2 separate regions of the Mus musculus genome follow, and region 2 is linked to region 1. Evidence: chromatin contacts called from public Hi-C data. All regions are on one chromosome and are shown on one strand. The core of a region is the stretch at or near the end of the contact, and the rest is flanking DNA. Distances in the headings are between cores, read along the strand shown. Region 1 overlaps Robo1 (roundabout guidance receptor 1). Region 2 has its middle 170 kb from the start of Gm41472.

Evidence for each region. A called contact is a pair of places that touch in the nucleus more often than the background predicts.
Region 2: a contact with region 1 is called in a Hi-C map of uterus, with 3 times the contacts expected there. The contact joins two enhancer-like sites. A contact is called at or near these places in 1 of 484 Hi-C or Micro-C datasets (uterus) and 1 of 115 datasets of contacts at active chromatin or transcription factors (embryonic stem cells).

What each region holds. Positions count from the first base shown.
Region 1 is chr16:73,012,421-73,018,811 of GRCm38.p6, reverse strand. Robo1 (roundabout guidance receptor 1) reads right to left here. Exons shown (of 29, transcript NM_019413.2): 24 at 5,689-5,937. Among named protein-coding and RNA genes, the nearest start is that of Gm52247, 56 kb to the right of the region's middle. Within about 2 kb of position 1,846, at least 13 of the 459 cell types and tissues checked have an H3K27ac peak or open chromatin away from gene starts, as enhancers often do. A contact at or near this core is called in uterus, where this site is marked.
Region 2 is chr16:73,643,495-73,649,361 of GRCm38.p6, reverse strand. No RefSeq gene overlaps it. Among named protein-coding and RNA genes, the nearest start is that of Gm41472, 170 kb to the right of the region's middle. Within about 2 kb of position 1,806, at least 54 of the 459 cell types and tissues checked have an H3K27ac peak or open chromatin away from gene starts, as enhancers often do. A contact at or near this core is called in uterus, where this site is marked.

The DNA.
Region 1 (6,391 bases), core at 597-3,096:
TATTTATTTGTGCCCCTAATCAATAGATATAAAGCCAATTAATATATATATTTTCACATTTACTATACCTATTATGATAAATATGCTAGATATTTAAATCAATGAGAACATTATCAGTAAAAAAATTAGGAGGAACACTTTACATTTTAGACATAATGCTTTTAAATCATAGATAACAAATATAAGTTAAGTATGTATCTATTTTAGACGGTATTTTTCAATGTGTCTTAATAATCCCCCTACTCCAAATGATGTTCTAAAATGAAAGTTGGTTATTCTCTCATCATGAAAAGGATTTTAATCTTTAATCTTTTGGATAGGTCATACAAGTTCTTTAAACAATACAATATTGCAGAGTGTTTTAGTTAGGGTTTTACTGCTGTGAACAGAAACCATGACCAAGGCAAGTCTTATAAAAAACATTTAATTGGGGCTGGCTTACAGGTTCAGAGGTTCAGTCCATTATCATCAAGGTGGGATCATGGCAGCATCTAGACAGGCACGGGACAGGCAGAGCTGAGAGTTCTACATCTTCATCTGAAGGCTGCTAGTAGAAGACTGACTTCCAGGCAGCTAGGATGAGGGTCTTAAGCTCCCCCCACGCCCCACCCAGTGACACATCTACTCCAACAAGGCCACACCTAATAGTGCCAGTCCCTGGACCAAGCATCTACAAACCATCACACAGAGGTTAAGATATGCCCCAGTTCTGAATGTGGTTCTTGCTTGGTCTGAACACTATCTTGCCCTGACTTGAAGCCAGTTACCATCTAAAAAGTACCAATTTCCTGAGGCTCTATGCTATGTGAAGCCTGGTGTGTGGGAGAAGGGTGTAGTGTGTGGGATGCAGAGAATAGGTGGAAGACAGAGGAGCCACCAAGGCCTGGACCATCATGGATGTGAGTTAAGAACCAAGTCACTTGATAGTAGAGCTTTCTGCCCCAACAGCTGAACTGTGATGGAGTAGTCACACGAATGTTTTTAGAATCCCTGACTTGTGAACATTGTAAAATAGTTTCATCAGGTGACCAAATTTTACAAGGGTATTTTTAGATAGCAATATAATTATGAACTTTAGCATTATATTATGAATTGTGGTGGATAAAATAGACATTATAGTTCAAACAAGCTTGGAAGACACAGCCAATCACATGCTCTAAAGAGGCCCCAGGACAGAGGGCATATGGAACTCAAGAGTGTCTAAATCCATACTGAAATAGCACGGAAAGAGGATCAGACAGACATTCTTGAATCTAAAGGACACATGGGTATTAGGTCAAAAAAGGGGGACTCGGGGTTCTAGGAGGATGGTTTACAACCTGCAAAGATCTTGGCGTGAGCAAGAACAGAGATCATGCCTGAAGTGAAAGAAACTTCTTGATGACAGCAAAGGCACTGACAATGGGTTGAAGGATGAAGTTACTGAAGGACAGGTCACAGGATGTTCTGACTGCATCTCCTGGGGAATTTTGCTTCTATTTCTAGGAAGAAGGGAAGCCACCAAAGGTCTTTAAGCAGTCTGAACTTCATTAACATGCCTTGGCAGAGTCAGTAGCAGCTGATCAAGAAGCAATTACAGCAAGGGAGCATTTAGTGGAACATGACTCCAACATAGTCAAGGGAGAATTGCTGGTTAAAGAAAGTACATTAAAACTGGTGTCTTGTGTATGACTTGTGTATAACATGCCAGAGCGATATTGAGGTAGTAAAAACTTTGAGGAAAGCAAGCACTTGGATGGGTCTACTTGGATATAAAATGAGAACTGCAGAGAAATAACCACCCCCTATGAGTGCTACAACAATGGAGGGGCGTGGTGATGGGAAACAGAACACATCTGTTTGACAGACGCAGATCTGAACAGGCAGGGGGAGGAGAAGAGGCTGCACTCAAGATTTAACTCCAGATGAGACTCCAGCATTGTTCGTTCACTCCCTGAAAAGGCAGACACCACGCAAACACCAACACTAGGGGACAGGCTAAGTAAATCCGTACGGTATTTAGCACAAGTATCTGTGTTAAAGATGACCAGGGTAGAAATCCCCCTGCAGTGGATGCAGCAGCTTGTACACTAACACTAAAAGATGGAGCTTTTGAAGCAACGGGAAGATGTGCAGAGATAATGGCTTATGGGGTTCTTCTCTGTGTACCTATCTTTTATTTTTGAGATTATAAAATAATAACACCATTTTTTCTTCCCTTTCCTTCCTCAAAACACCCCCTCCCGACAGAACCTCTGACCATGATTATCTGAGTACATAGATTATTGGCACTTTTATATTTTCTACATTGCCAGAAAGTGGATCTTGATTTTTGAAAACATTCTATAATAAACATAAAACACATGTTTGTTCCAAAAAAAGCAATAAGAGGTCTTAACTTTTTTTTTACAGTCTGTTTTCTTTGACTCTGTGCATGTCTAGGAAGTCACGTCCATATCCCTTCATGGACCGAGCATAATAGCTCACAAGTCATTGAGTTGTGAGGCCCGGGAGTTCTCAGGGAGTGTTTGATTCAAATAGAGGGACAGATACAGATGCCAAAGCAAGTGGCCACAGGATCAGTGGGAGAGCTGAGGTGTGAACAGACTGCTGCTCCCTCCCTCATCTAAAGCTCTCAGAACAGGCAGAAAGAATGCAGGAGCCAGAAGAGCAGACAGTCTGTTGTGAGACTCTGTTTCCTAGGAATGCCAGAAGCTACATCCATGCTGCACCAACATGACTGCAGCTGAAGGAGGAGGACACCAACACACATTCTAGCATGAATCTGGAAAGCGGAAGAGGCCTCAAGCCTACGAGAAGAAACACAGGGTGCCAAGGCATGCTGAGAACAGGGGAGACAGTCTTCCTCGGAGGAGAGCAATGCGACCATTTATCCAGTTCCAAATGGTCAACCCTGAAAACATACATACAAGTAACATTCTATAGATTAAGCAGGGTTTATGTATGTATTCAGGAATATGTATTTTTGTAACAACAATTAATAGGAAAAGAGGGCATGAATTTGCCAGAGAGCAAGGAGAGGTATATGGGAGGATTCCAACGGAAGAAGGGGAGGAGAAATGATGTAATTATAATCTCAAACAAGTAAGGGAAAACATAATTAAAGGACAAAAAAGTTGCTTGGTATCCCCCCAGGCAGCAGAGGACAGTTTGGCAATGGAGTAGCCAGAGCTATAAGAGTAAGAAACAATGTCTTCCGTGTTGTAAACTATCAGGACCTGTGCTGTGACCCAAAGGTAAATCCAGGGAATTTCAAACAGATGAGAGTAGAACAGAGGGTGTGCTCAGGGAACAAGGAAAAGGTAGGCAAAAGGAGGAGACCTAAGGGCCTCAAACGCTGTGCTAGGCTGGAATGACTGACTCAATGGGAGAAACATCTAGAAAGATAAGGAGGGGGGAGGAGGATGGAGGGGGACGAAAGAGACAGATGAGAGAGCACTTTTTAAGGGTGCCAGGGGATTTTTAAATTTTTGGTTTGTTCCTCTTGCTTTTGTTTGGAATTGGGCTGGAGACTTGTACAGGCAGGTGTAGAAATGGAAGCCACAAAAACAATGTCAAGAGCCACTTTGGAGTTAGATTAAAGGAAACCGGTTGTTAAAATTAAGGGGCAATAGGAAAACAATAGAAGATAAATCAGAGGATAATTGACATAAAAAGGACAGACGAGTTTGTTTTAATGTTGCATATGTCCTTATATATTACATTTTTTCATACACTGGCTGAAATAATACAGTTGATAATTCTACATAAAATAGCCATGGAGCTCAAGAAACACAGGAAGATATTGTAACACTCAGGAAGAGATGATGGCTAAATAAATTTGACAGGTCTCAGAATATTCCTAGTGGATGATTCAATTAATAGGGTGAGCAGACCATTTGCTGAAAACGGCCTGTCCCAGACACTTAATATACATTGTTTATTTTATTCTCAGCACAGCCCATAATATGCTATCCCAGCAGGAAGAGGGGCATGAAGCTCCAGAGGCAGGCGAATGCAGCAACCTAGTACAAGCCCGGATGCAGGGGGCCACGGTGTGAATGGGAACCCGGAAGTGGGGAGTTAAACCATCACATTAAACAGCAGGGCAGAGGGTGGGGCTGGGGTGGGGCTGGGGTAGGCCATGACCTAGCAGGCAGGACACCTCAGAATGAGAAGAGAGGGTTAAAGGGAGAAAGCTTTCAAAGCAAGAAGTTCGGGATTGGCAGAGGACCGGGATGTAAGAACATGGCAGAGAAAACCTCACTCACTTTTATTTCACAGGAACGTGGAAAAGATTACGTAGGCAAGACATAGGATAGGCTAGCTGGAGTTGGGTGTGGCAGCCTCCATCTATAACTCCTGTACTAGCGAGGTCAAGGTTGGGGAATTATCACAAGCTCAAGGCCAGCCTGAGACATACGCACCGATCTGGTCTCATTAGAACAACATATAACCAAGTAACTGAGTGAACAAATAAACCGCCGGCACTACCACCACCACCAAAAAAAAAGGCTGCAGGCTAATCTGGACCACAGCATCCCACTGGCAACCCAGAGGGGTGTAGCTAGGCAACAGGAAATTTAGGTAATTTTAGAGAATGAAAGAATGCTGAGGTATTTCTGAGCTTAATAGTGTCTATTAGCGCCTCATTGGCTTTTAATAAGAATAGCCGAGATGCTCTGTGACCTTAATAGGGAAAAGAGATGCCTTATTTGTTCTCAATCTTCATACAGTTGCAAGGATTAATTCTATTCTTCTTAAATATACAGCAAACCAATCCTACACACACACACACACACACACACACACACACACACACACACACACACACACACCTCCATCACACATAAGAAGGTTTGAAAATTCCCTTCTGTAGAGAGCATGTGATTTAAATTTGGTAATAACTTCTTAAGATACTTAGTAAGCATAGCAAATTGTGTTTTAATCTTCAGGGTAAAATTCAAGCAGCACATGATAGAATATTTCATTCAAGAACCTTGAAGGAAAAAAATCTTCTGAAGTAAACGCGGTGTTCAGTTCTAAAGGATATTAGGAATCAGAAAAGCAATAGATATGTCATGTGTCAAGGACACGCAAAAATCATCAACATGAAAAGTTAACACGAATCAGTTTTTATGTGGTAGAAACAGCACGCATACTCACTGCATGTAATAAAATGGATTGTTATCCATGTTCAATAGATTTAAAAAGCCCATACATCAGCATGGTCACACGCACATGGACTGTTAGTAGCCTGGGTAGAGGTATTCCAGATGGACATTTAAACCAAAATTAAGATATATGAAGTCACCATACAATAAATATACCAACCCTTTATAAATGATATTTTGCTGGGTTTAGGAGAAAACTTTTTTTTTCTTCCATAGACTAACGAAGCATCTTGTCCATACATGGAAAAACTATAGCATGAAACATTTACCATTAAGAACACAGGACTTATGTGGGAGAGGTGCTCGTGAATTTATATCATAAGTGGTCGAATGTTTGGGTCCACGTTATTTTCTGGTTACTAGTTCACGGGCTTCGAGAGTCAACAGTATTAGTTGGTAAGGTCCACTATCTGTATGGGCTAGTAGCCCAAGAAATGGTTCATGTGACTCTAAAATTGTTTCGTGGCACAACGCCAAAACATCTCTGAGGAGGAGAAATCGTGATTGGCCACCAAGGCAGCCAATGAGAACGTACCTCCTGTCTGGTGGGTGGGGCATGTGCCCGAGGTCCTCCGGACAATCCTGTAACATGGGCTGGAGCTCTTCCTGGGGAGAAGGGGTGAGAGTGGCCGTGGATTGGTGGCTGTAGGACACAGCAGCTGGAGAAGAAGCTGCCCCCCGGACAGGGGGAGTGGGGCCTCTTTCATCTTCCTCTTCCTCTAATTCATCCTGTTGCAAATACATCCGCGCAGGTGGCACTGGACAGGGCATTTCTTGATCATAGCTATGACAGATGACAAGAACGTGCAGTAAATGGTTTGTATTAGAAACCATTTAGTGAGGGGGTTGGAACCAATTTGCTTTTTAGAGCTGTTCTAGGTCTTACTAAAGAATTATTGTTGGAAGTTAGAGCACACAACAGCATCGTATAGAGGCTGGGGGGGAGGGGTGTCTCATGGTGGGAAATAGTTTCGCAGAGTTGTTTTAGTGCATCTCCAATGCATTTGTGGGATTCTAGCTCTGCCACTCCACAGGACCTTTGGAAAAAGATGGAAAATTAACTGCAAAGGGCCCAAAGTCATATCCCGAGCTAGGAGAAATCCTCTTAAAGGAACATACACTGGAGCTCAGCCGATTCAGTTCAGCTCCACCCAGGTATCTTCTGATACTGAAAGACGAGTGGTTTCTTTAGTTGAACCTGAGACTGGTTGGTTGGGACGGTGAATGTAAAACACAAT
Region 2 (5,867 bases), core at 557-3,056, 630 kb before region 1:
TTAATAAATGAGAACTGAAGTTCAGAGAGGTTAAATCTCCAAGGTCATATTGCTAATCAAAACCAGATATGTTTGATTGCAAAGCCCTATAATCCTTCCATTATACCTGGAAAATTCTAAACACTTGTGAAATGATTGTTTTGAACGAGAAGACTTTCAGTTGATTTAATATGATGGCAGGCATTTTTATATAAATTCTCTACGGACTTTGGATTTTTCTTTAAATAATTGTGTTTGTTAGGCCATTGTTTTTGTTAGTATTAAATTTTATGATTTTTTTCATCCCTCCATTAAATGCCACAGGAACATTTGAAGTTCATCATAATTCAAGAATTATTATTGATGTTATTGCTGTTATATGGTAATGAAACCATAACATCAGATGCCTGATACTGAGAAACTGTCAAAGTGCACGAGAGAAATTGCATATCATAATGACAGGCATCAGTAGATTAAAACCGAAACATCTGAAAAATCTGCTGTTGTTGGTTGACTGTTGTAAATAAATTGTGAGTTCTTTAGAAACACATCCTTTTAAAGGCAAATATTGCAATGTTTACCTCATAGAGAATGTTACGTATTATATGTTATAATACATGCGTTATAAAAGTAACAAAATTGAATTAAGCCTCAAAATGTTAAGATTCTCTAGATATACTCAGTGAAAATCAGATATATTCTTTTTTTTTTCTGGTGAAAAAATATCTGAAAATTTTACAGTACAAAAAAAGGAATAAAAAAAGCTTTGTAAATGATCAATTAATCTATAAGCACATCGGTCAAAGAAATAGGTTTTGTTTTGTTTTGGTTTTATTGAACTAAAAAAAGCCTCCTGTCTCAGCCTCTTGGGTGCTGGAATCAGAAGCGTGTTTTGTTTCAGGTGGCACAATTTGCAGTACTTATTTAACACTAATTAGAAACACCATTGAGGAAAGCCTATGACATCAAGCCATGAAGACTAGAAATATTTTTTTTTTCATGCAATTTTTAAAGAGAATGCCCTTGAATCAGACTGCAGCAATACATCAGAATGGTATTTAACTCCACCCTGCTGACTGGAAATTGATGTTTCTCTTGGTTATATTTGGTTGAGTAGCTCGCAAGTTTGGTGTCTGAATACAGTAGCCTCGGAGGGTTTTAAAATCAGTATTTCTTGTTTCTTTTTTTCCTTTCACTGTTTTTTCTCCAAATATCACTAAATCAGCTTGAAGTGTTAGGCCCTAGTTACGAATCTGAAGAAGCTTGCTTGAAAGATGTTCATTGTGTTTGGATGCATCCTAGACCTGAGAGACAACAGGGCAGGGTTGGTCGGTCTGGGTACCAAGGCACCTCATAAAACTGCCCATTGTGTTTTGTTTCTAAAACACAAGGAGGGCATCGTTTTGGATGCTGGGGAGGGCTTCTTTTCCCCTTTCTTTAAAAGGAAGAGAAAGCCCTAAGTTGTAAGAAAGAAAACCAACCTCACTGACTAGGGAAATTAGAGGCAAACAAATCCTTTCTCTATAACAATATGGAAAGAAGAAACATGACAGAGTTAACAAAAAGACCCATCTTTCTGTCAGCAGTCTTACTCTCATTCCGCTGAGATCCATTAGCAGCTGCGAAGTGTGAAAATTAGGAGCGAAAGCACAGACGATATTTTAAGGCTGCGAATGCAGTCAGCTTTCACAATCCCTTATCACATCGCCACTTTCCCCCACCAAACATGTGATCAGCACTTTTTTTTTTTTCTCCCTTAATGATTGCTCAACAGATTCAAATATTGCCCCAGAAGTCTACAAAGGGAACTGACCTGGCACAAAGTGATAGCATCCGGGGCCTGTTTCCCAGGAGAATCAGCCAAGGGGACAGGGAAGGGAGCAGATGTTTTTGATCAACAGCCACGTTTTAGTTCGCTACCGTTACTCCCTTCCTAACCACATGCTCTAGGCCGTAATCATGCACTCCCTTCTTTTGCTTTCATAAACACAGCAGCATGTCATACTTCAAAGCCCGTCTTGTTGACACAGCTTGCTTCAGCTGTTCACATAGCAAATTGCTCACCGAAACCAAAGTCACATCAGCTCTTTGCCGAGTGCCTGAAAGAGGCTGTAGACTCTCTATGACGATTGCATTCCGGTGTGTCACGGCGCTGGGAGTCTATACACCTGGCACGGATTCCTTTGCACATTTTAGGTCCTTGCGATGTATGAGGTGTTTCCGCTGCTGCATGAGCTAAAGCGAAGTCTCCCCGCCATTTCACTAAAGCTTCAGAGCAGCCCATCAAATCCTTTTTCATATGTGATACAAATATAAACAGCAGAGACACCAGAGATTGTAATGTAGGGTGTGAAACAAGGCCATACTTACTGCTGGCATCGTTTTGCCTGAGCTGACTGCTTTCCATCTATATTCATTTCCACCTCAAAGCCTACACAGCCGATGAACCACAGTTTTGAGTGGCTATACCCCCAATCCAGATCAGGTAGATTCAAGGCAACAGTGCATGGCGGTCAAAAGACTGCCACAGTGTCACACATCTTTGATTCCACCCAGCTAAGCTCCAATCCTGTAGTCTAAACAAATTTCCTTTAAGACTTAGTCCCTTTATCTATAGTGACAGATCTAAAGTATCCCAAGACCCACTTAAGTTTTTAAACCCCATTTTCTCTACGTTAATGCTTGGCAATCAAAGCTAAAATCAGCACAATTGCAATCTTAATGTCTTTCTAAACGATGACAAATACCTTTAAAGACAATCCAGGTGGCTAATTTTCTCTGGTCTTCTAAAGAAAGAATTTTCTCATGAAAAAAAAAATGGCCAATTTCCCACAATCTGCTCACTTCCTCTTTCTCTTCCACTTGGATTAATGAAGCTCAGGACACGATAATATGCATTTCCTGTTTCTTATTTTGCTTGGTCTGCCCAGTCTGCTTTTCCCTACTCAACTGTTTTACATCACAGTCAGAATGAAATTTAAAGCAAAATTGTATCATTCTATTCACATATTTTTGGTATAAATCTTCCAGGCCACCTGAACATAAATACTTTGCCCTAGCTGTCAAGGTCTTCATGGTTTTCAAATCAGTGGTTTTATTATGTAATGCTGAGGCTCTAATCCAGTGCCTTACTGTACTAGGCAAGTGTTCTACCAGTGAACTATGTCCCCAACCTATGTTCTTCATATTTCTATAATTAAAATATATTCCTCATAGCTGGGTTAGATTTCTCAAGGGCATTTTTGTGTTTCTACTTAGGTAACTCCTCACAACCCCATCTCTTTCTTGTGTAATGGGAATTCTGCGCTTCTTACTCTAATCTTCTTGATTCCAAGCATCCTTCCCAACCCAGTTCACACCTCATAAGGCTACTTTCTTTGGGCTTCTCCAAGTGCTCTCAGCCTAATCCCAGATGTATGGATAGTTCCCAGATACTGCACACCAGCAAAAGTGAGTGTGACTTCCTCCCATGAAAGGAACAGAAGGAGAGTAACGGAGTTGGAAATCCTAGCAGTATACAAAAAAAGGGATAAACTAGAAGATGTAATTTAGAACTAATCCAGAGTCAGAGAGTCACATGTTACTGTGACAGAAGATGACCTCAGAAAATGTATGCTGTCAGCAGACTGGAAAGCATGGAATACCAGCAAGGAGAAAGAGGCTAAGAGCTACTCCTAAGTGTCCAATCAGAAGAGGCTTTCTGCTACCTCCTAAAAGCTCTTCAGAATTTGTCGCCTGCTTGATTGCTTAAGAAATTTCAGCTAATGCTAAATCCTGGCAAGGATGTCGCAAAAGGGAGTCTAGAGGCAGTGCTGGTTGAGGCGTCCATTAGTTCTGCAAGTATGGAGATGCGTCTTGTGCTTCCATAAAAGCTAAAATTAGAACTAGAATATTACCCTCTTTCAAGAATAAATGCTTAAGACTAATGTGGTCTCATGGCCACACCAAAGCCTGTCTGTCCATGATTTTACCACACTATTCACTGTAACCAAGACTCAATGACATCAACATACATATTCATCAACACATAAGAGGCTAAACAAATGTGATTTACATTGATAGACAATAGATAATTGGATGATAGATAGATGGTAGGCCGAAATATGATAGGTAAGAGATTTAGGAAAAAAAATGTGTTCTGAAAGGTGTGGATCTTAAATCCATTTATAATTGCATAAAACAATGTTTATATGTCCATAACATGAGAGCAGAAAGGAAGACTATCAGAAGGAAGGGTACTAATGAAGGGAAAAATGGGGTGACAGAAAAAAGGAAGAGTGTGGGAGAAAGAATATAGCAAAACGTACATCATACTTGGAAACAAAAAGGCTTTACGAAAGGAAACACTTAAGCAATGATTATACACCAATAAAGCAAATGTGTGTGTGTGAGAGAGAAATCGATGTATGTGCACACGTATGTGCTGGTACAACTGCTGAATACACGTCTGTGGAATCTGGACATTGACATTGGAATCCTGAATATAAAAAGATACATGAGAGTATTGATTTAAGAAGTACTATTTCCGGGGCCTCTCTTGCTTCAAGCAACAGGAAGAAGAGGAGGTTGAGGAGAGGAGGAGGAGGAAGAGGAGCAGCAGCACCACCACCACCATCATCACCACTACCACAATGAACACCACCACCCTGGTTTGTAGCTGCCAGGCCCAGCAAGCCCACAGAAGGGATGAGTCACATTGGTCCTTCCCCTGGGATACAGACAGCAGGACATAGGTCTTCTTGAATGCTGATGGTTGCTGTAGGTCTAAGGCTTAGTCTTACAATAATATATATATGTATATATATTATGTTTTGCCTGCCAAGGCTAATGACTCCATGATAATCCGAAACTACATGAAAGTGAAAACTTGTCTGGTGTTCCTCAGCAAAATGATAATGCTGTGACCTTCAGGACAGCCCTTAAGGGTATGGGAAGGAACTCTGAAAACATGAGTTCAAGGGCTTCATGGACCTGAAAGAACAGAGGCAGCTGCGTAATGAGTCAGCTTAGTCAGAAAGATATTACAGACGGAGATAAAGAGATTTAGAGATGATCTCAGGGCAAGAGCTCTCGCAACTAAGTGTATTGTTGTGCTTACAGTTGAATAAGGAATAGATTGGACTTTTAATCTGCAGTGAACTACAATCTAGAAATGGAAGGCACTCTTGTGATCCAGACCTTAGGGCTGGAAGACACAGGCTTTTGATCCTAATCTTGAGGAATTATGGACACAAAAATTTAGGCCTAAGCATGGTGGCACATACCTCTAATCCCTGGAGACAAAGCCAGTTTCTGAGTTCAAGGCCAGCCCAGGACAGAGCAAGTTCTGGAAAAAGAAAAACTGGTTTCCAGAGTGGGGGGTAGGGAGTAGGGGAGGGGGAGGACCAGAAAAGGGGGACGACATTTAAAATGTAAATTTAAAAAGCATCCAATAAAAGGAAAGAAAGAAAAGAAAAACTTAAGTCCAAGTGTGGTCTTACAAAGCCTTTGATGCAAACATTCAGGAGACAGAGCCATGCAGATCTGAGTTCAAGGTCTGTCTCCAGAGCAAGTGAGGCAGTGAAGGAGTTGGAAAACAGAAAGCTTTCCATAATGTAATAAAACAAGAGGGCCATGTTCCAGCTCCAGCAAGCAGCAGAACTTTGCAGTTTTGGCCATAAAGCTATGTCTTTAAGAGTAAAAGGGTGAAAGTCATAAAATGTTGATTCCTGTCTGCTTTTTTTGTTTGTTTGTTTGTTTTGTTTTGTTTAACAAGGGAACCTGGAGTAAACGATTGAAGTGATGTGCAAATTCCTAAGGAAGTAGCTTATCCAACATGAAAACAATGGGCTTTGGTCTGCCAGAGAGAGTTATCTCAAGCAGAGAGGCATCTCCCTCAGAACACATAG